Linked DNA regions of Mus musculus: regions 2, 3, 4, 5, 6 and 7 are each linked to region 1. Evidence: chromatin contacts called from public HiChIP or PLAC-seq and promoter capture Hi-C data. All regions are on one chromosome and are shown on one strand. Each heading gives the region's core, a stretch centred on a gene start, on an enhancer-like site or on the middle of the called end of the contact. The rest is flanking DNA. Distances are from core to core; before and after follow the strand shown. Region 1 holds the start of 9330104G04Rik (RIKEN cDNA 9330104G04 gene). Region 2 holds the start of Bcam (basal cell adhesion molecule). Region 3 holds the start of Nectin2 (nectin cell adhesion molecule 2). Region 4 holds the start of Clasrp (CLK4-associating serine/arginine rich protein). Region 5 holds the start of Ppp1r37 (protein phosphatase 1, regulatory subunit 37). Region 6 holds the start of Trappc6a (trafficking protein particle complex 6A). Region 7 holds the start of Ercc2 (excision repair cross-complementing rodent repair deficiency, complementation group 2).

Region 1 (2,986 bases), core at 176-2,675:
CCTCCCCGTGTTACTGAGCCATGGGACCAAGTAGAAGAAAGAAGTGTCATTGGGTTGATCAAAATGCCCCCGGGGGTCCTCAGGGACTGTTCGGGGGTTTCTCAGCAGCCGGTCTCTCTCTCCAGAGGCCTGAAGATTCCCCTTCCCCCACCCCGCCCCCTCCAGGGATCTCCAAGCACCCCGAGACTTAAGGAAAGATGAAGATGGATTCCGGGTAGCGGGGCCCAGAGGGAGGTTATGTTTGAATGCCGGCTGTGTGACCTTGGGTGAGTCTCTTCCTGTCTCTAAGCCTCAGTTTTTTTCTCTGTAAAATGGGGACTTTCAAACCCTCATGAAATAGGAAATCTGTAAGAAGACGAATGTTTGGTTTAACACACACTAGGCATCCAGGACGGTTAACAGGGTCCATGCTGAGTCCAACGGAGGCCGTGCATCCTCCCTATCAGCTCTATTTGGGGGTAGGAAAAGCCAGGTCTCCAGTCTTATCTCTTTCCCCCTGCCTGCTCCCCTACCCTAGGACCGGTGTGCTGAGCATACACTACCAAGACAGACAGACGGACACAGGAGCAGGGAGGTGGGGGAACGAATGGGGGAGGGAGGAATGCATGGATGGACGCACGGACAGGCGACCCCTCACCAGCTGCTCCTCCAGGGCTGCTGCGGCCCTGCGCGCCGCTGCCGCATCCTCGTCCTCCTCGGCGTCCTCCTCGTCCTCAGCCTCGGCGCCCCCCATCCCGGGCTGGGCCAGCCGCAGCGCCTGCTGCACGCGGTACTCCTGCCTCTCTCGGAGCCAATGCAACTCGCAGAGCCCGGCCAGGCTGCCTTCCAACCATCCCCGCAGCCGACCCCGCTCCGGGCTCACCGGGAACGAGAAGGCCCGGATCATGGCTGCGGCCCCCCGCCCCAGCCCGGCCGGGCCCCACGGCCGCCCCTCTCGCCGGTCCCACCTCCCCGCCCCAGCAGCCCGCCCGCCCGCTGGCCGGGCTGTCACCGTCTCATCTGCATAGGCGCCCGCCCATTGGGCCGCCCACCCGCGCCTCATCTACATGACCACGCCCCTGAAGGCACGACAACGACCTACTATTGGTTGTTGCCTTCCGTGACGCAGGGCTCCGCCCCGCCCCATTTTTCCTTAACAACGCATGCCCAGGACTACCTACGGGGGTATCAGACTCGCCACGCCCCTTTGTGCGGCGATCCTGGGGCTGTGGCCACGCCTTCTTTATAATCACAATGAAGCAAGCCCGCCCTTGCTCCAATTTCATTGGTGCCAGTCGCTTGGTTCTGGAGCTGGTTCCGCCCCCTTGCGGGCGAGCGCTGGCTGCCATTGGGCTCTCCAGGTCCAGGGAAGGGTGGTCTATAAATAGAGACTGGATCCACGTGACAGCTCCGCAGCTGCTCTTGCCGCCCCTCCCAAACTTTCAGCTTCTGAGTCTGCGCAGAAGGATCATCAGTGATGATTGAATCCGGATCACGCCTCCTCTTCCAGGCAGCTTTCCCAGACCCTCAGAAGTAAAGCGGATTGAACATCTTACGGTTTGATTATGCTTTTAAGCAGGACCTGTTCAAACCGGCTCTGTAATTCCATCATAGGGGAGGCTGAACCAGGAGGAGAATTGAGAGTTCAAGGCCAGCCTAAACTACATAGTGAATTTCAAGCTAGTTTGGATTACACAGCGAGTTTCTGTCTCATCAAAACAGCACATTTACGGAATTACAAGACCCTGGGTGAAATATTCTATGCTTTGACCAGAAGAGAATCTGAGGTCTTTTTTGTCTTCCAGGTGCGGTGGAGCTGAGTTCCACCAGTCTGAGCTCGCAGGGGCCTTTGTTCACGGTTCTAAGAGGCTTTGTTCTCAGTCTTCTGAGATGCTCTGTTCTCAACGTTCTGAAGTTCTAAATCTGAGCCTGCCTGCTTTCGAAGGCTGCATTCTGCCTCTTCTCACTGGGCAAGCCGGGCTAGCGCCCCCTCACGCGGCCAGCATGTGTCACTACACCCGGTGTGTCGGCAACGTTTGTGAAATAGCCCATTTCTCAGACGGACCTTTGACTCCTTAAAAGCTCAGATCTGGAAGGGAGGATGGGGCCGTAGAATCGCGGTGAGTTCGAGGCCAATCTGGGCTAACTATGACAGCCTGTCATTGAAAGAAAAATATAGTGTGAAACTGTCTTTTATAATGTTTTATGATCATCTGGCAATAACCAACTTTGATGTGGTGAGTCTATGCCACTTTAAGGCAGAGTAACACTAGGAAACGTATTTGGTCTCTCTGTGCTCTTCATCTACATCTAAAAAAAAGTTATTCTGAACGTTTAACAGCATAATTATGTTTTGTTTTGCTTTTTGAGGGTTTCACTAAGTAACCCTGGCTGAACTGTAACTATGTAGACCAGACTGGCTTGTTACTTTCAGACCACCTCTGGGTTGTATCTGACTCCCCCTACTCCAGTGCTCGTATTAAAGGAGTGGGTCACCACGTATAACCCTGTTATTTTTTATTATTTTTTTTTTGGAGTAACAGCTTCTACCACTCATAAAGAACTGAGTCTTGGGCATGGTGAGTCATATCTGTAATCCCAGCACTGGAGAAATGGCTCCGTGATTTAAGAGTGCTGTTGCTCTTCCAGAAGACCTGGGTTCGGTTTCTGGCACACAGAGAGAAAAAGAGGCTCACAGTCCTCTTTAACTCCAGCATCAGAGGATCCACTGTCCTCTTCTGGTCTCCTCAGGCAACTGCACTCTGTGCGTGAGTGCACACATACACCACACACTGAAATATTTAGTCTTGCTGGGCAGTGGTGGCGCACACCTTTACTCTCACAGCACTTGGGAGGCAGAAGTAGGCAGATTTCTGAGTTTGAAGCCAGCCTGGTCTACAGAGTGAGTTTCAGGACAGCCAGGGCTACACAGAGAAACCCTGTCTCAAAAATTTTTTTAAAATTTTTTTTTCATGGTGCCAAGAGTGGTGGCTCAGGTCTGCCACTC
Region 2 (2,986 bases), core at 255-2,754, 2.9 Mb before region 1:
CCTTTGAGTATACATCTGGCAACCCTTTCTTGCCTGCTGTGGGGTGGGATTGAGATGTGGGACAGCCTGGACTTTTACGGTGGCTGGGAGTCACACAGAGGAGATAGATGTATCTCTGGGCGTGTAGAGCTGACAAGGGGGTCCAGAGATTTGCAGGGACTTATGTGACAGGAGAAGGTTGAAGAAAGACTTCCTGGAGAGGGGATGAAGGAGCCCCACGCAAAGGTCACTTTTCCTGGTTTCACAATTGCTTCCTGTGACAGGGAATGCTAAAACAGCTTTGAGAGCCCTGCCAAAACCTACAACATAAGCCTTTCCACTAGGACTGATGGGTAAAACCTTGGCTCACAGGGCAGCTCAACGCTGGTCACCCTCAGACTGGCCAGAGACTGGAGGGGGAGGACCCTCTCTCAGCATGACCCACAATTATACCACCCCCCATCCATAGCAGTATCCCAGGCTAGTTTCTACCCTCTGAACAGAGGCAGAACCCTCCTTCTCCAGCCCCCATCCAGCATTCTTGGGATTTTGTTCCACACTGCCTCGGCGTGTGAGGATCCTGGAGTAGACTGATCTGTGACCCCTTACTTTGACCTGTGACCCTCTCTTCCATCCCGCGGTCCTAGCAGCCTGCTCTTTCCCTCAGCCACTCACCTGCCGACGCGCCAGCCCACTTCTCCTCCCCTCCCCCCAAGGTGGGGAAGGAATGGCGGGCAGAGAAGGAAGGCGGAAGGGGGGTGACATTCCTTGGATTCCCTGGATGGGGGGAAGTGAAGGAGTCAAGGAGAGCAGAGCAGAGCAGAGGGAGGGGCACCCCATCCCCACCTCATCACCAAAGAGGCCGACCAGGACTGGGAATTGAAAACCCATTAGAGAAAAGATTGACCTGACCAGTTCCAGGCCACTGCTCAGTCAGAGGAGGGGCGCTTCCCAGCAAGGTGGCTGCCTCTAAGGGGAGGGCATCCTAGGGCACTCAGGGAAGAGCCGGTCATGCAGGAGAGACTACAAAGAGAGACCAGCACAGGCAACTAATCACATCAGGGACCGCTGGTCAAAACCGACAGTTCACAAACCAGGGCGATGGCTCACCCTTGTAATCCCAGTACTTGGGAAACTGAGGCAGAAGGCCAGCCTGAGCTACAGTGGGCCACCGACTCCAAAAAGAAAATAAACTAGGAAAAAGATTCACCTGCAGTCGAGGGCCACATGCCACCTTGGGCATGCGTGTCAAGACCCCGCAGGTGGCCAGGAAGGAAGGGAACGAGTATCTGCGCGCTTTCCCTTAGATTCCAGCTCGAGGCTTGACTGGAGGGTCGGTCCCCACGGCTGAGGAGGAGAGCCGCAGGCGTGGGTTGGATGGAGCAGCGCGCGGCGGTGCTAGCGGGTCCCCGCGCGCGCGAGGGTGGGAGGTCCTCTCAGGGCAGTGGGAGGTCTTGGCCCTGCGCCCAGCTTGGGGATGGGGTGGGCGTGGTCAGGGGCGTGGTCAGGGGCCTGGCCTCCGCTGCCAGCTTCAGGGCGGCGGAGAGCCTCGCCCGGGCTCAGTCACTGCCGCCACTGCAGGGAACATGGAACCCCCTGACGCCCGCGCAGGGCTGCTGTGGCTCACCTTCCTGCTGTCGGGCTACTCAGGTATGACTTGGGGCTGAGGGCAGAGCTGAAACTTGAGGTTGGGGCTTGTGGGGCAGGCCCCTGGAGTCCCCGAGAAGACAAGGGGAACAAGCTTCCATTTCCCCAGGGATCACAATCTAGGGATTCCCCAGTAGGGAGGAAGGCGGGAGGCCTTGGGGTGCACCCGATCTGAGAGCTAAGGATACCCTAGCTCTGGAGCAAACACATCTGAGACAGCTGTCCCTCCCCAGCTCTTTGGGAATCCTGGAGTCTAAGCCCTGCGACCCCTAATAACCTTGAGTACCTGGAATCTGGGATCTGTAGCCCCTAGTCCCTTAGACTGGAGTCCAGCCCCTCCCCTCCCCCATAGTCAAAATAGGTTCTGCTAAGATACTGAAGATTAGCATCCCGGAGCTGTTCTCTAAGTGATTAAGCTCAGAGTTTCCTCAGAGAAACGGGGGACCCTGCGGTTAAAGCACTTTCTAGAATGTTAGGGTTTCCCCAAAATTCAGAGTTTAGGCTGCCTCTAAAGGACCCGCCTCTCTCTGAAAGGGCCGGAAGAACCGAGCCTGACAGAGAAGGTGGAACAGTGTTTTCCGACTGACAGGGCCCCTTTCCTGAGGGCCCCGATAAATCCACACACCTGCATGTGGTGAAGTGGGGAGGAGAAACAGGGGCGGGGGGACACTGGGGACAGGGTGAAGAGAGATCAGGGAAGACAGGATATCTGGCTGCTTGGCTGCTCACAACCAGTCCAGAGCACCAGCTTGGCCCCCAACCAGCTCCCCTGGGACAGGCTGGGCCCAGAGGTGGGTGCCTGAGAACCAAGGCTCCTGGCACAAACGTGATATAGAGTGGGAACCCAGGAGTAGTCTGTGCCAGGTTAGGCGGGAAAGGAATGATGCCAGCCCAGAGGGTAGATTCTCAGCAAGAACCGTGCTACCTGCCAGACCCTGACAGGAATCCAAGACCCAAGTTCTCAGGTCCCTAGGACTCAGAGATCCGTGTTTCCCACATGCAGCCTGCTATACCTCGGGCAGCTAGTTGTCTAAACTTCCAGTCCTTTCTCCCTCAGGACCCAGCCTCACCTCTGCCCAGGTGACTCACCTCACCCTTTTCAAGCTTCTCTGGTAAAGAGATGGGGGGGGGGTGTTGTCAAGGGGCGGGTAGGGGGCTCTGGCGCCAAGCTGGGCAGGTCTCAGCCAGCCTGACCCTCCCACATTCCTGAAACCTGCCCAGCCCTGTCCCCCCTTGCCACTCCCACACACCCATCCAGCTTCTGGCCCAGCTGCAGCCCACACCCTGGCCCCCCACACATGAGAGAGCAGAGGGCCCCCGGGAGCTACTGGAGAAGATAGGATGGAGCCATGAGATAGGA
Region 3 (2,986 bases), core at 339-2,838, 2.9 Mb before region 1:
GCTTGATCGGGGACTGCTTGGGAGAAGACTTACACGAGGGCCTGGTGGGCAGACAAAGCTAAAACCCTTTATCAACAATGTTGTTAAAGGGGTGTGGCAACAGCTCAGAAAGGAGAGAGCTAGCTCAACTTGGAGTCAGTGCATGCCTACAATCCCTGGCTGGTTAGCCAGGACGACAGGAGATGCCATCTCATAAAACAAAACCAAGGTGGGTGGAATGGCTTCAAAGGTTGTGCCACCAAACTTGGCTACGTGAGTTGGGGCCCCGGCACCCACTTGCTGCTTCCAACTCAAAGCAAGTTGTTATTTGCCCTTCAGAAGTCAGCACGGCCTGCACACACACAAAATAATCAGCAAGCAAACAAATAGGAGCATTAACAAGAGTGGAAAGCAAGTTGGTCAGAGCCAGGGTCCACTCCTTGGGCCTTGCCACATGGGAGAGGGGCTTCATGTATGTGGCCGGTGGAGAAGGGGCCCTACCCCAGCCCAGGTGGCTCTCTCACAAGAAACCCCCAAATGCCTGGCCCTTGGGGAGGATTTGGCTGTCAGGTACTTCAGCAGCGGAGTACCTGTTCCCCTCCCCCATCCCCAACAAGTGGACCTTCTCATTAGCTCCACTCGGCGGCCCTGGGAATGTGAAAAGGCGGGTGGGGGTGGGGAGGGTGGAGCGTCTACGAAGAGACAAAAGGGCCGCCTCAAAACCAGCCACAAAGACCACAGGATTCTGGTGAGATAGAGAAAGTGGGACAAGGACAACCGGAAGGGACTGGTAGGGCCAGAGGACAGACTGACTGGTCCAGCCCCACCCAGCGGGGTTCGGCCTGCTGGGTTGGTTTATGCTGCCCCCTCGCGGAAGGCTGCGATATAAAAAAAGGATACTGGGTGGGAGGGACGCAGAGGCCAGATGCAGGGACAGGAATATTAAGAGTGACACAGAAAAAAACTATGAGACAAGAAACAGAAAGTGACAGGGACGCAAAGAGAGACGCACACAGTCAAAGGAATGCAACGAGACACGGGGACTAAGTGACATAGGCACATGGACAGACAAAGAAACACCAGAGCAGAGCCACAGAGAAACATGGGGATGCGGAGGGAGACTCAGAGGTAGAGAAAGAGGAGAAATCTGGAAAGAAATGATGCGGCGACACGAGAACCCAGGGCAGAGATCAGAAAGAAATGGGGTCCACTAAGAAGTGACCCCGACCTACCACAGCAGCAGGACTAGGAGAAAGGCTGGGACAGGGGTGTGGCCTCACCAAGGGGCGGTGCCTCAGGAAGGGAGGCCCTATGAGAGCCCACATACTCAGGCTAACCAGAGGGCAGTGGGGCGTGGTCTGGGCGAGAAGGCATGGCTTCTCCTGGTGGGAGGCGACCGGAAGTTTAGAAGGGGGTGTGACCGCGTCTCATTAGAGTGACCAGTAGGGGGCGCAGTGGGTCTTCCCGGGTTGTGTGTGGGCGTGGCTCCATGTCGAGTGGGCGTGGTCAAATAGTTAATTCCAGGAGAAGGCGGAGATAGAATCGTGGGGCCAGACAGGTGTGGGACGCGGGATGGGCGGGGTCTTAGCCCTGAGAGGGGCGGAGCCTGAGCCCTAGGATCGGCTTGGCGAAGAGGGGCGGGGCCTGTGACGTCATGAGTCCGGCCCGCTGGAGCTAAGCGAGGGGCCGGGGGGCGCGGATCCTGAGAGCCAGGCGAGGGAAAGCTGGGCCGAACGAACTGATCCGGGGAGCCGTGAGCGGCGGAAGCCGGCCTGGAGCCGGACACTTCAGACCCCTGACTGCCCTCCCAGCCGATCGGTACACGAAGAGTGGTCCCTAGGCACCCCCTGCCCGGGCCCAGTCCCTCCCCGGGCCCCCCATGGCCCGGGCCGCAGTCCTCCCGCCGTCCAGATTGTCACCGACGCTGCCGTTGTTGCCGCTGCTACTGCTCCTGCTTCAGGAAACAGGTGAAAACGCGCGGATGCCTTCGTCAGTCCTCAGAAGGGAGGGAACGGGGCATCGTCCCCCACCTCACTCCCAGCTCCCCGAGGCCCCTTTCCCTCGTGCCCCCTTCTAGGTTGGCCCTACTGATCGAGATTCTCGCAACACACCGGGCTCTCTCTCCGAGTCTCCTAACCTCCCTCTCTGCACCTCGCGTAATCACAAGTGTCCATTCTAACCCGGGTTTCTGACCCCCTCCACCTCCCTCGGCGTGGAAAGGGTTAAATCCTCCCCATCCTGTGCTGATCACTTATCCGGAATCTGGATTTCCGTCTCTGCTCTCCCCCCTCAGGAATGTGGAGAATGTTCCCCCCACTCACACTAGCTGGAGGGTCGTGATGGTGAGGAGGGACGACACCCCCCCCCCTTTTTTTTCTTTTCCTTCTTGTTGGGTTGGGCATCCGAGGCCCGGGGAGAATTGGGCGCGAGGGGACCCACAGTCGAGGTTCCCAAGACGAGTGTGTGTTGGGGGGGGGATGAGTTCGGTCTTTGGGAGCCCTTGGCAAACCAATGATGAGAGTTGGGGGCACTCAGGGGCAGGAAGGGTGTGAGTCTGGAGTGCAAGCCTCAGGGAGTTTACAGACACTGACCCCTGGGTTCTGGGAAAATTAAGAGGTTCTGCCTCCAGGATCTCAGAAGGCGAGCCTAACCCGGGTCTAGATAGAATTGGAGAAAAGGGGTTCAAACTTGTGGGTCTTGGGTTTAACTGTGGGCAAAGAGCTCTGCTCGCTGGGGTCCAGGTGCAGTTAGGGTCCAGAGGCACTATCTTGGCAGGTTCGGATTTAGCTGTAGGCAATGGAATTTAATGATCAAGGGACTCTGACCTTTACCCCTCTGCCCCCAAATATAATCAAAGGCTTAAAGACGTAGCCTGAAATTGGGAACTTAGTCGGCTGTGTCCCAGGTAGAGTCAGAGCCCGGGAGGTTTGCAGTTTTCCTCCCCTTCCCCCTTTCCTTGTGAGTGGCAACGTCCCTGGGGAAGTTTTCCGGTATCGCTTTCACCTAG
Region 4 (2,986 bases), core at 247-2,746, 2.7 Mb before region 1:
GTGAGAGATTTTTGCTTAAATTGAAGTAGGAAGATCCACTTACTTTTTAAAAAAGATTTTATTTATTTTATGTATGTGAGTACACTGTCGCTGTCTTCAGACATACCAGAAAAAGGCATTGGATTCCATTACAGATGGTTGTGAGCCACCATGTGGTTGCTGGGAATTGAACTCAGGACCTCCAGAAGAAGAGTCAGTGCTCTTAACCGCCGAGCCATTTCTCCAGCCCCTGGAAGCTCAATTTCTAATCTGGATCTTGAGATGGGAAGACACACTTTTAATCCAGCTCTAATCTGGGCCACGATTTCTGCTGGATTGTATATAGGGATGTGGAAGAAGGAAGCTTTAGGTATTTGCCTGCTTGCCATCGTCTTGCTAGCAAGTCCATTCCTTCACTGGCGTTAGAGCCTTCTCTGTGGTTCTAGTGTATACTGAAGACCAGCTGAGGCATCCAGCCTTGTAGCCCGAGCATCTACTGATCTACTGAGTTCTTGGCCTTTCTGTTCCTAGCCTGCTATTGTTGAATTAACTGAACACAACCTACAGATAATTTTTATTAATCCCACATATATGTCTGTGTGTATACATATATATTTATATATACATATACACGTACATATATGTATACATATATATGTACATATAGGATTAAATAAAATTATATAATATATATGTGTGTGTATACATCTCAGAGAAACATACACCTTCAGGCATACACATAATATTTTTTTTCCGAGACAGGGTTTCTCTGTGTAGCCCTGGCTGTCCTGGAACTCACTTTGTAGACCAGGCTGGCCTCGAACTCAGAAATCTACCTGCCTCTGCCTCCCAAGTGCTGGGATTAAAAGGCGTGTGCCACCACTGTCCGGCAATATAAATCTTTTAAAAAGACTTTTCTATTTTTGTATTTTATGCATATGGGTGTTTTCTCGGCATGTATGCACATCAGAATAGGGCACTGGATCCCATAGGACTACAGTTAAGAGACTGGTTGTTGGGCTGGTGAGATGGCTCAGTGGGTAAGAGCACCCGACTGCTCTTCCGAAGGTCCAGAGTTCAAATCCCAGCAACCACATGGTGGCTCACAACCATCTGTAATGAGATCTGACTCCCTCTTCTGGAATGTCTGAAGACAGCTACAGTGTACTTACATATAATAAATAAATAAATCTTTAAAAAAAAAAAAAAAAAAAAAGAGACTGGTTGTGAGCCCTATGTGAGTGCGGGCAATTAAACTCAGGACCTTGGCGAGAGCTTCCAGTTCTCAATCGATTGTCACCACTCCAGCCCCTAAAAGAAATAAATCTTTAAAAACAACAACAAAACGTGTCTGGAATTCTGGGTTCCTCTACTTAAGCTCTCACTTTTAGGACAGGTCCCAGATGGTGCCACCCTGCAGGCCCCGCCCATAATCGCGAGAGCCACGCCCACATCCCAGAGCCCTTCCTCTCGACCGCGGAAGTGCCTTTTGTGCAGCGCCGCCTCTCTCCTTCGCTCAACCTCTCACTTCCGCTTCCGGTGTGGGTCGTGAGCGCGCGCGAGCGCAGCAGTGGGAGGCGGCGACTGGCCGGTGAGTGCAGGCATCCGACCCCGACCTCCCGGCTTCCGAGCGGTGGCAGTCGACCTCATCCTTGTCCGAGGCGCTCCGGAGATCACCGTGGGTGTCCGCCGGGCCCCGACGGCGGCCCCGCCTGCTTCCGCCCTGACAGGCCTCAGGCTGCGCCCCTCGCCCCTCCTCAGGCCCGAATCCGGGCTTTGGGGTTCGGCACGGACCCTGGTCCCCAGACGCAGCTCCGTCCCTGTCTTTCACCCATCGCTCCGGCCCAGGGCCGCACTCTCTCTTTTTAGCCTGCCTGGCCGGCTTCACGTCCCTCCTTTAGAGCTCAGCCGCCTGACCATCTTCATCCTCTGTCCACGCCCTTCACCTGGCCTCACCCCCCTCCCCAAGCGTGTCTGGGCTGTGCTGTTGCCTCTCTCCACTAACCTACCTTACAACACTGCTGCACCCCCCTCCCGTACCATGCATGGTTCCTGCAGAGGGATCTTAGGGGTTCTTGTGAGCCCAGCCCTGGCAGCTACGGATCGGTTTCAGACATTCCTTTTATTTCAAAAATTCCATTTTTATTTTTCCAGACAGCATCTCACTATGTAGCCTTGGCTAGCCTGGAACTTAGTACATAAACCAGGCTGGCTCCATACTCAGACATCTGCCTGTCCTGCCTTCCCACTGCTGAGATTCAAGGCATGCACCATCACTCCCAGCCATTTTTTTTTTAATTAAAGTAGGATCTCCATATTTAGGTTACACTGGACAGTGTAACCAAGGCTGGCCTTGAACTCAAGACAGTTCTGCATCAGCCTTCCAAAGGCTATCTACTCTATAGTCTTTCATATGGACTTTAGCGAGCAGAATCTAGGAGGATTTTTTTTCCCAGGAGAAGATCTTACCTAGGTCACAGAGAGCTTTCTCATAGTTCTGGAGCTACTGCCACAGGACTGTTAGGAGTCCTTTTGTGCACTCAGCGTCCTGGTCTGCAGCAGGGTCTCTCTCTCCCCTGAAGCCATGGGACTTGGAATTTAGTCCATCAGGATCAACCCCAACATGTCAGAGGACTGTAACTCTACCCACGTGGTCTTTATAGTCCCTTTGACATGTCTGGTGCCCTCCTCCCTCAGGCAGAAGCCTCAGCACCATGTGGCACGAGGCTCGGAAGCATGAGCGGAAACTTCGAGGCATGATGGTGGACTACAAGAAGAGGGCGGAGCGGCGTCGGGAGTACTATGAGAAGATTGTGAGTGAGCAGACTTGAGTGTGGGGCGGGCGGGCTCCAGAGGGAAGGGCCCTGGGCTTGGAGGTGTGTCAAGGCAAGAGCTCTTTTTCCTCACAATCCTAGTCGTCTTCCCCCACACCCCCTTCCACTGTGGCCATTTTTCTATGGTGTTGGAGATAGAAGTCTGGGCCGTGCAGTGCACCACCTGAGCTGCC
Region 5 (2,986 bases), core at 325-2,824, 2.7 Mb before region 1:
GGCCTAGACAGGGCCTTGGCTTACACTAGGTTTCAAGGTTCCCTCTTGGTGATGTGGTCCACTGCAGTCACCTGCAGGTTTGTCTTCCCACGGAGGGGACTGGGAGTGGTGGTGGTGGTCACACTTGTGTGCCAGTGCCGTGCCAGTGCCCGGGAGCAAATGCTGCAGGTTGGTGGTTAGCGTTGAAGTTTTACCCTTCCTCAGTTTGCTCTAGCCGTCTAGTGAGGGAGTCTGTGTCCCCTGTTTCAGCCCCTTGTCACTAGAAATCTTTCAGTACATGATATCTGGAAGCAGTTCCTAGCTAAGCACAGTGACCCAAGTCTGTAATCCCAGCATTTGGTGTGGGGAAGGGGGTGTAGAGGCAGGAGGAGCCAGAGATAAAGCCTGTCTTTCCTACATGGCAAGTCAGCGGGCAGCCTGGATTACATGAGAACCAGTAAAACCAAACAAAACCCAACCCTCCCCCCCCAAACAAAGCCCACTTAATGCCTTTTGGAGTTCAGAATGTAACTGAAGGTTTGCATTAATTATAGGGGCTTTTGGTACTTCTCAGTCTCCAAAGTGTGCTAACCCCCAACTGTGAAGAGGAAAGCAGCTACCCTTAGCAGTGGTCTCAGTTATCAGTTCACACTGGAGCCTCCCTCCAGTTCCAGCCTAGCTCTCTACTTGGCAATGCTGTGCTCGACCCTCCTCAAATCCCGTTCTGTGGTTTCAGTCCCTGTGCCAGTGGGCTTTAATGAGCTGAGAAGGAAAAGCGAAAGTGCCCAGATGAATCCTGAGCTTTGGAATCGACCCCTTGGAGGTGTGGCTTAGGCTCGCTCAGGTTTGGTCAGCTGGTTCATCCCGAGCCTTTGGAATTCCTGCTCCCAGTTTTTGTTTTGTTTTGTTTTTATAGCAGGTTCATGAATACCTAGCAGACTCGTCTAATATTGTAATTTACATTTGATACAATTTTGACGAAAATTGTGCTAAAGTGTGCTCTTCTGTCGCTTCTGTCACTTGTACGTACTCATCCGATATTCAGCTTGGCTCTCAGCTCTCAGCACCTCCATCACTTTATCCTGCTCCCAGTACTTGGCTTAGCCCCACCAGGGTCTCCTGCTGTAGCACCTGCTTGTCTGAGGCTCCCTTTGTAATCCAGCCTAGCCTCGAATTCGCAACCTCCTCCTTCAGCCTCTCCAAGGCTCGGTTCACAAGGCGAGTCACTACCATGTCCAGCAAGTGGTTTTTTAATTAATATCTGATCCGTATTTTATATTTTAAGTTACTCATTTCTTGTAGACGCGTAGAAATCAGAGGACAATTTTGTGGAGGCGATTCTTCTATTTTTACGAACTCAGACGGCTTTAGCCGCTGACAGCCCTCTCGCAGGCCGCGGTTATAGGATTTGTATTGAATCCTTTCCCGAATTACTTGGGCTTGTGACGAATGTGCGGGAGCCTGACTGTTGACAGCTTGGCTTGTGGGGGGCGGGAGGGGGCGGCTAGAACTCGCGCATGCGCGGCGCTCCGGGAGACAGCGTTCATAGGCCCCGCCTCTGTGTTCTGCAGTTTGGCTCTGCAGATTCGCCGGTCACGTTTCTTTTTTCCGCGGAGCTTACTGTTCTTTGTTCCGGTCTTCCTGTCGTCCTCGACACGGTTTTTTTTCAGAGCAAAAGCTTGAGTCGGTGCTATGCTTTTCTCGGTACGCAGCGGGCCCTTCGGCTTGTAGCGAAAGTGTGGCTGCGGAAGAGCAGGTACTCGCGGAGCTCGGCGGAGGCGCGTTGGGGCTCCCGGCGACTGCGACGACGACGACGACGACGACGACGAACGGAGCGGACGGAGGCGGCGCTTGAGGCAGCGGCGAAGCCCATGCCCCGGAACGGCGGGAGGACCCGGAGAGACGAGTCCGGGGCCCGGGGCATGTCCCCGGGGCCCCCGTGAGGAGGAGGAGGCGGCGGCGATGGAGATCCCGCCGCAGGAGGCTCCGCCCGGGCCGGGCGCGGACGCCGACGCGGACGCGGAGGCCGAGACCGAGGAGGCCTCCGCCGAAGCTGAGTCTCCTACCGGGACCTCGCCCCCGGCCGATGGCCGCCTTAAGGCTGCTGCCAAGCGTGTCACGTTCCCATCTGACGAGGACATCGTGTCTGGAGCGGTGGAGCCCAAAGACCCCTGGAGACACGGTAGCTTTGGCGAGGGTTGCGGGGGAGAGCCTAGAGGCGGGTGGGACCGCCATAGGGCCGACCCCCACGGAGGTGGCCCGCGGCAAATGGTACTTATTGGTGATTTCAACGGTGCCTAGGTTAGAGCTGGAGGCAGAGAGGGGTTGGCGGGAGAGCTGGAAAGGTCCACAGGACTGGGTTTTCAAAGCCTAACCTTGTTTGGGAGTTTGGGAGGCTGGCAGCCAGCCTTTGAGTTCATGGTACACTCAGGGATAGATGAAGAGAGCCTGGTTATAGTATTGGGGGAAAGGTAAGTGCCTGAGTCCACGGGATGGTGAGAGCGAAGCAGCTGGTCTGTAAACCAGGAGGCAAAGCGTAGCCGGCTATGGCCATTGCTCTTTTGGCTGAAACGAGGACGGAAATAAACCCAGACTGTACAGAAGTTTGTAAACCCTCCGACTGGGAAAGGAGGGTCAGAGGCAGCAGGTAGTAAAGCAGAGGACGAGGTGGCCAGTTTGCCTGTGTGCGAGGAATTCCGCAGTAAGGTTCGGCAGCAGAACGCGGAGCCCGCTTTTACCAGGGTTTACCTGGGGAAGGACTCGGCAGTATTCCCTACTCAACAGAAGGTGACTTACATGTTGGGAGATGGGAAGATCTAAGATCTAGGCCTGTTGGTGGGGAGGTGGAACTGGACGGGCACTTGGAGGAGTGCATTGGCTTTGATGGCTTTGAAAGGGAAAAGGTTGCTGGGGAGATGGACACAGGCTAATCCCATTTCTGAGCTGAATTGTGTTTTGCTTGGGTGGAGCCTGTGAAGTGAGGTCACCCACTGGCCGTGTTCTATGG
Region 6 (2,986 bases), core at 316-2,815, 2.6 Mb before region 1:
GAGATGAGATATCCTTTGTTGTTTTTTTTTTTTTTTTTTTTTAAGACACGGTTTCTCTGTATAGCCCTGGCTGTCCTGGAATTCACTCTATAGACTAGGCTGGCCTCAAACTCAAAAATCCGCCTGCCTCTGCCTCCCAAGTGCTGGGATTAAAGGCGTGCGCCACCACTGATGCAGCACTCTGGGATGCAGAGGCTGACTGTACCACACTGGAGGCGCAATGTGCAAACCAGACACGGGAGGGCCCATAATCCTAGTACTTTTCAGGCAGAGGCAGGAGGATCACCAGAAGCCAGCTTGGGTCATACAGTGAAAACCTGCTTCAAGAGTCGGGTTGGCGTAGGGATACTCAGGGAAGAAAAGAGAGAGCAGAGCAGTCTCTGCAGCAGGTCTTGAACTCCCACACAGTCATGGAAGTTCAAACTGCCATGTAGCCTATAAAATCAGGGAGGCAGCCGGGCGTGGTGGCACACGCCTTTAATCCCAGCACTTGGGAGGCAGAGGCAGGTGAATTTCTGAGTTGAGGCTAGCCTGGTCTACAGAGTGAGTTCCAGGACAGCCAGGGCTACACAGAGAAACCCTGTTTCGAACCCCCCCACCCCCACCCTCCCAAAAAATCAGGGAGGCTCCTGAGACCTGATGATCGGGCCACACTCCCACTAACTCTATTACCTCAGCTGTAGGGCCCCCAGTACGGACACAGTCGGTGGCAGCAGTTAGGAGCTACGAGGAGAGCCCTGGGCAAGCTCATATCTGTGCAGGCTCACAGAAAGCTATTTTAATCTCTTTATTAGAGTCAAGGTGACACAGAGCAGAGAGGAAGCAGGCTCCCTCCTTCCCAGAGCATGTGCCTCTGCACAAAGCAGCTTCTTCATGACCTCCCTAGGATGAGAAGGAAGACAATGGGAGGTGGATGGGAGTATGACACACAGGAAGGCACAAAGGAACACATAAGTGGTGGTAACTATTATTGATTACAATATTTCAGTGATCCCAGCGCCACCTTCCACATTACCGGGTGGGGTCTTTACTCATTACAGGGGCAAATCCATACTAAAAAACTCACTGTGTGCTGGGGTGTAGCGCGATCAGCACGCACTTTATCCAGCACACAGGCAGAGGGGACAGATGAGACCGGGTATGGTTGAGGGTGCATTTTCTAAGGAGGAAACGGAAGGATAGGAAGATTAAAGATGTTGAGTTGCATACTAAGTGGGTGGTGAGGCGAGCCCTCATCTGAGCCCAATAACAGCCAATTACCCTAATTATCAACGGCGCCCCAGGACGAGGCCTAGAACTGAGCGCCTTGACCCAAGTCATCTCGCTCCGCCTCAGCAATGACCTGCCATAAGGCTCGATCACACCCCACTTCTCCACCCCGAGGCCACGGCGTGCCGCTCACCCCCGAGCCTGGGTCCGGGTCCGGGGCCCACAGCTCCGCCACCATCTCGGTGTGCAGAAACTCGAATAGCACCGCGTCCGCCATACGCCGCCTCGCGACCCTCACGCCTGGCCAACGCTTCCGGCTCCCATTGGTCAGCTCGGGAGGTAGGCCCGATCTGATTGGTGATCCTATTTAGCTCCGCCTGCTTCTTGAAAGCCAGGAGGCGGGTCCACCGAGCCCCTTCCTTGGCCGCGCTGTTAACATCTTCCGCCCTTTCTTCGCTTCCCTCCCTGCTCCCGAGTCTTCGGACATCCAATTGGCTGAGTCTCTGATTCCTGTGAGGGTCCAAGATTAAAAAAAATAAATTTACGCGTCAAACGGAATTTTCCTAAATACATAAGCAAATAAATAAATAAACCCACACTACGGAAGCGACTTGTCTAACCGCTTTCCTATTGGCCATAACTCGGCTCACGTGACGCTGCGAGAGACCGGCTCACTTCCGCCAGGCAGCGGACCCCTTGGGCTCGGAGCCTCGGAGACCCGGTATGGCCTTCCTTCCGGGACTCTGGTGTCGGTGGCTCTTGTTAAGGGTCCCCTCGGGCGGCTGTCCTTTCTGTTTGCCCTGGTGCCTATTGCGGCCAAGTGCTCGCTGGCCAGGAGGACAGTGGAGGGTGTGGCCTGTGCTGGTGGGACTCTGGGAACTCTTGGTTACAAAGCTTTTAAAACTTACTTTATTATTGTCAGTATTATTTTGAGACAAGTTCTCACTATGTATGTAATGTTGGATGGCCTGGCACTATTGAGGATCAGGCTGATCTCGAACTCACAGAGATCTTCCTGCCTCTCCTCCGGTGCTGGGAATTAAAGTCATTATTATTATTTTATATTAGTTAATGTATATATACGCGTGCGTCTCTAGCACGCGTGTAGAGCTCAGAGGACAACTGTACGGGCCTCAGTTCGCTTCTTCCACCATGTGGGTCCCTGGGTTCGAACTCTTGGCGTCAGGTTTGATTGCAAGTGCCTTTTCCCAGCTGAGCCATCTCGTGTGACCTAGTTCTAAGGCTTTGCCTGGACGGTCCTTGATGTCCCCGGTGTGCACACAAATGATACAGAGGTGCACAATTCCAACCCATGTGTACACGAGGAAACTGAGGCCCAAGTCAGGACTCGCTGGGGATGGCGGTGAAGGGGCTGGGACTCGGGACCTCACGTCCGCTCAATTCCTCTTCTCCAGCTCCGTGCCATGGAGTCATCCCAGGGTCGGCGGAGAAGGCCGGGGACAGTGGTACCTGGGGAAGCTGCGGAGACCGACTCGGAGCTGTCTGCATCCTCGTCCGAGGAGGAACTATACCTGGGTCCCTCGGGCCCTACGCGCGGCCGTCCCACGGGGCTGCGTGTGGCCGGGGAGGCGGCGGAGACCGACTCGGAGCCTGAGCCCGAGCCCACGGTTGTGCCGGTCGACCTGCCCCCGCTCGTGGTGCAGCGCGATCCGGCGGAGACTTGGGGCACGGAGGAGACCCCTGCCATGGCGCCTGCGCGCTCGCTGCTGCAGCTCCGGTTGGCTGAGAGCCAGACGCGCCTGGACCACGACGTAGC
Region 7 (2,986 bases), core at 193-2,692, 2.5 Mb before region 1:
GGCTTAGCGGGTAAAGGTGCTTGTGGCCAAGCCTGATCACCCGAGTTCAATCCCCAAGACATACACGGAAGGAAAGAACCAACTCTACCCTCACGTGCACACTGTAGCATGTATACACACATTGGAAATAAGTATACCTAAAAGAAAACTTTTTTTAAAAAGTTTGTGTTCAGGGCTGTTGAAATAGCTCAGCAGGTAAAGGCGATTGCTATCAAACCTAACAGCCTGAATTTGATCCCTAGAACCCACATAAAATGATAAGAAATCTGGGTGGTGTTGGCCTATGCCTTTAATCACAGCACTCAGGAGGCAGAGGCAGGTGGATCTTTTGGGACTTTGAGGCCTGCCTGGTCTATGAAACAAGTTCCAGGACAGCAAAAATCACACAGAGAAACCCTGTCTCAGAAAACACAACGAGGGACTGGAGAGATGGCTGAGCAGTTAAGAGCACTGGCTGCTTGCTCTTCCAGAGGTCCTGAGTTCAAATCCCAGCAACCACATGAAGGCTCACAACCATCTGTACAGCTACAGTGTACTCACATACATAAAACAAATAAATCTACAACAAAACAAAACCGAAATAGAAGTGGAAGGAAAAACCCAACTCCACAAAGTTGTCCTCTGACCTCCACATACGGAACCCCTTCTTCCCTCCACTATTGTCACTACCAGGAATACCTCCAGAGTTTTCCTATACATAGCCCTAGCTAGCCCGAAACTCACTATGAAACCCAGACTGTACTTCAAACTCGAGCAATCTGTCCTCAGCCACCCTGTCTCTAGAATTACAGGCATAATTGTAATTACTATCAGTCAGTTTATGCGGTGCCAGGATGGAACCCAGAGTTTCACCCCTGCTAGCTAGGCTAGCACCCTACCAACTGAGCGACATTCCTCGCCTTGTTATTTACAATTGTTGTTAGTACACGGTCTCGCTGTGTAGCCCCGGCTGGCCTCCAAAATCGCAGCGATGCTCCTGCCTGGGTCTTCCGGGTGCTGGGATAGCAAGGCCCGGGCCCCGACCAGGACGTTTGCCTGCCAGAGGCATCAGAATGCAAGGAGGGCAGCCTCGCCACCCACCTTGGCGTCCAGCGTGCGCTTGAGCTCCAGCATGTAGGAGAACTGCTCCGGGTAGATGTAGTCGTACGGGAAGTAGACCAGCAGCCCGTCCACGTTGAGCCTGGCGGCGGTGAGGCGTCGGTGCCCGGTGCTCTCGAGCCGCCTCGGCCTCCGCTCCGCCCGCCCGCCCGCCCTCGTGGCGTCTCGCCGCCAGGGACCCCGAAGCCACCCGGACCGGTCTCCGCAGCCTCTCCACGCCGCGCCCCAGCCCCGGCGACGCCCACCCGCCGCCCCATTGCCCACCGCAGAGCCGCCCGCTCTTTCAGAGACCCCATCTCACTTCATGGCGGCTGATCGCGGCGTCCACACGCCCGCTCCTGAATATTCAACGAGGGGGCGTGACCCAGAGACACACCTTCCTCGGGACGCCATTGGCCGAGTCCTCCCGTCACTCTGCCAATCGGAAAATTGGCGCGTGCGCATGGCGGTGAGAGGGCGGACTTCGGAGAGAAGTGGTGCCCGAGGCATCGCTGAGGATCGCCGAGGACTTCGAGCAGAACACAGAAAGAAGAGAGTCGAGAGAATCGATAGAGTTCATTGCTGCTTCGCTCCTCCAGGTTCTGTTCTGGTTGTCCAAGTCGTGAAAATAGTGTTTAAGAGAGAATAACAGAGAAATTGGAGACCGTCTTGATTTTTTTGTTTTTCGGGTGTTTTTTTTTGTTTTTTTGTTTGTTTTTTCGAGACAAGGTTTCTCTGTGTAGCCCTGGCTGTCCTGGAACTCACTCTGTAGTACAGGCTGGCCTCGAACTCAGAAATCCACCTGCCTCTGCTTCCCACCACTGCCCTGCCTAGCACGTGTTTTTAAGCATTTATTAATATGGGTTGGAAAGATGGCTCAGACGTTAAAGCATAGGTCACAAACAAACAAAACTTCATTAATTAAGGGCCTGGAGGAATCACTCAGTAGTTAAAAGCACTTTCTGATTTTGAAGAGGAGCAGGGTTCCCAGCCGCCCCACTCTCCACTCCCACCCCCCAAATCAGGCAGCTTATGATCGATCACCTTTAGGGCTAGCTCCATGGAATCCAATACCTCTGGCCTGTGGAAGGAAGAGGAAACCTGCAGAATTTGGTTCAGTCCTTTCCTTCCACTATGTGTGGGAATCGAACTCAGGTCAAAAGGCCTGTACCTCATGAGCCATCTCATGAGGTACAGGCCTCAGTAGACAGTCGTACTATGTAACCCAAGCTGGTCCGGAGCTCACTCTATAGCCTGGGTGGCTGGCCCCAGCTTGTGGCTAACCCACCTGAGGGCTGGACAATGCTGTCAGTTATTTCATATCTCTGGATTCTTGCTCAAATATCACCTTTTAGTCCTTCCTCCCTTCATTTCATCCTTTCTTTTCTTTCTTTTTTTTTTTAAGATTTATTTGTTATATATAAGTACATTGTAGCTGTTTTCAGATATACCAGAAGGGGGTATCCAATCTCATTACTGATGGTTGTGAGCCACCATGTGGTTGCTGGGATTTGAATTCAGGACCTTTGGAAGAGCAGTCAGTGCTCTTAATCACTGAGCTCCAGTCCCTTTTCTTTTTGAGAGAGTCTTTCTACTTAGTTCTGACACTGTCCTAGATCTCACACTATAAACAAGGTTGGCCTTGAACTCACAGAGACCTGCCTGCCTCTGCCTCCGGAGTGAGTGCTGAGATTAAAGGTGCATACCATAATGTCTGGCTATTTTCTTTCTTTCTTTCTTTCTTTCTTTCTTTCTTTCTTTCTTTCTTTCCTCTTTTTGGTTTGGTTTTTCAAGACAGGGTTTCTCTGTGTAGTCCTGGCTGTCCTGGCACTCACTTTGTAGACCAGGCTGGCCTCGAACTCAGAAATCCACCGGCCTCTGCCTCCCGAGTGCTGGGATTAAAGGCGTG

What was found. Promoter capture Hi-C pulls out the DNA fragments that hold promoters and counts their contacts. HiChIP or PLAC-seq counts read pairs in DNA pulled down with a chosen protein or histone mark.
Region 2: a promoter capture Hi-C map of cranial neural crest shows a contact between it and region 1. The contact joins the promoter of Bcam here to the promoter of 9330104G04Rik in region 1. A contact is called at or near these places in 1 of 39 promoter capture datasets (cranial neural crest) and 1 of 115 datasets of contacts at active chromatin or transcription factors (embryonic stem cells).
Region 3: a contact with region 1 is called in an SRF HiChIP or PLAC-seq map of embryonic stem cells, with 34 times the contacts expected there. The contact joins the promoter of Nectin2 here to the promoter of 9330104G04Rik in region 1. A contact is called at or near these places in 1 of 39 promoter capture datasets (cranial neural crest) and 3 of 115 datasets of contacts at active chromatin or transcription factors (astrocytes and embryonic stem cells).
Region 4: an H3K4me3 HiChIP or PLAC-seq map of embryonic forebrain shows a contact between it and region 1, with 4 times the contacts expected there. The contact joins the promoter of Clasrp here to the promoter of 9330104G04Rik in region 1. A contact is called at or near these places in 4 of 39 promoter capture datasets (cranial neural crest, frontonasal cranial neural crest, maxillary cranial neural crest and 1 more) and 2 of 115 datasets of contacts at active chromatin or transcription factors (embryonic forebrain and large pre-B cells).
Region 5: a promoter capture Hi-C map of pre-B cells shows a contact between it and region 1, with 2.9 times the contacts expected there. The contact joins the promoter of Ppp1r37 here to the promoter of 9330104G04Rik in region 1. A contact is called at or near these places in 6 of 39 promoter capture datasets (cranial neural crest, frontonasal cranial neural crest, hippocampal neurons and 3 more) and 2 of 115 datasets of contacts at active chromatin or transcription factors (astrocytes and embryonic stem cells).
Region 6: a promoter capture Hi-C map of liver shows a contact between it and region 1, with 4 times the contacts expected there. The contact joins the promoter of Trappc6a here to the promoter of 9330104G04Rik in region 1. A contact is called at or near these places in 5 of 39 promoter capture datasets (cranial neural crest, embryonic stem cells, liver and 2 more) and 1 of 115 datasets of contacts at active chromatin or transcription factors (forebrain).
Region 7: a contact with region 1 is called in an H3K4me3 HiChIP or PLAC-seq map of forebrain, with 6 times the contacts expected there. The contact joins the promoter of Ercc2 here to the promoter of 9330104G04Rik in region 1. A contact is called at or near these places in 2 of 115 datasets of contacts at active chromatin or transcription factors (embryonic stem cells and forebrain) and 3 of 9 other capture datasets (adipose tissue, liver and pancreatic islet).

The regions. Positions count from the first base shown.
Region 1 is chr7:16,873,325-16,876,310 of GRCm38.p6, reverse strand. It overlaps 9330104G04Rik (RIKEN cDNA 9330104G04 gene), which reads left to right and starts at 1,425. Exons shown (of 2, transcript NR_152128.1): 1 at 1,425-2,099. It overlaps Dact3 (dishevelled-binding antagonist of beta-catenin 3), which reads right to left and starts at 994. Exons shown (of 4, transcript NM_001081655.1): 1 at 638-994. The coding sequence starts at 886.
Region 2 is chr7:19,769,050-19,772,035 of GRCm38.p6, reverse strand. Bcam (basal cell adhesion molecule) reads left to right here and starts at 1,504. Exons shown (of 15, transcript NM_020486.2): 1 at 1,504-1,629. The coding sequence starts at 1,566.
Region 3 is chr7:19,748,175-19,751,160 of GRCm38.p6, reverse strand. Nectin2 (nectin cell adhesion molecule 2) reads left to right here and starts at 1,588. Exons shown (of 9, transcript NM_008990.3): 1 at 1,588-1,946. The coding sequence starts at 1,859. It overlaps Gm34744 (a long non-coding RNA gene), which reads right to left and starts at 1,591. Exons shown (of 3, transcript XR_881878.3): 1 at 1,212-1,591.
Region 4 is chr7:19,602,996-19,605,981 of GRCm38.p6, reverse strand. It overlaps Clasrp (CLK4-associating serine/arginine rich protein), which reads left to right and starts at 1,496. Exons shown (of 21, transcript NM_016680.5): 1 at 1,496-1,570; 2 at 2,677-2,792. The coding sequence starts at 2,694.
Region 5 is chr7:19,560,986-19,563,971 of GRCm38.p6, reverse strand. It overlaps Ppp1r37 (protein phosphatase 1, regulatory subunit 37), which reads left to right and starts at 1,574. Exons shown (of 13, transcript NM_199149.3): 1 at 1,574-2,161. The coding sequence starts at 1,942.
Region 6 is chr7:19,507,249-19,510,234 of GRCm38.p6, reverse strand. It overlaps Trappc6a (trafficking protein particle complex 6A), which reads right to left and starts at 1,565. Exons shown (of 6, transcript NM_025960.4): 1 at 1,403-1,565. The coding sequence starts at 1,486. It overlaps Bloc1s3 (biogenesis of lysosomal organelles complex-1, subunit 3), which reads left to right and starts at 1,865. Exons shown (of 2, transcript NM_177692.4): 1 at 1,865-1,930; 2 at 2,625-2,986. The coding sequence starts at 2,634.
Region 7 is chr7:19,380,473-19,383,458 of GRCm38.p6, reverse strand. Ercc2 (excision repair cross-complementing rodent repair deficiency, complementation group 2) reads right to left here and starts at 1,442. Exons shown (of 23, transcript NM_007949.5): 1 at 1,400-1,442; 2 at 1,081-1,180. The coding sequence starts at 1,404.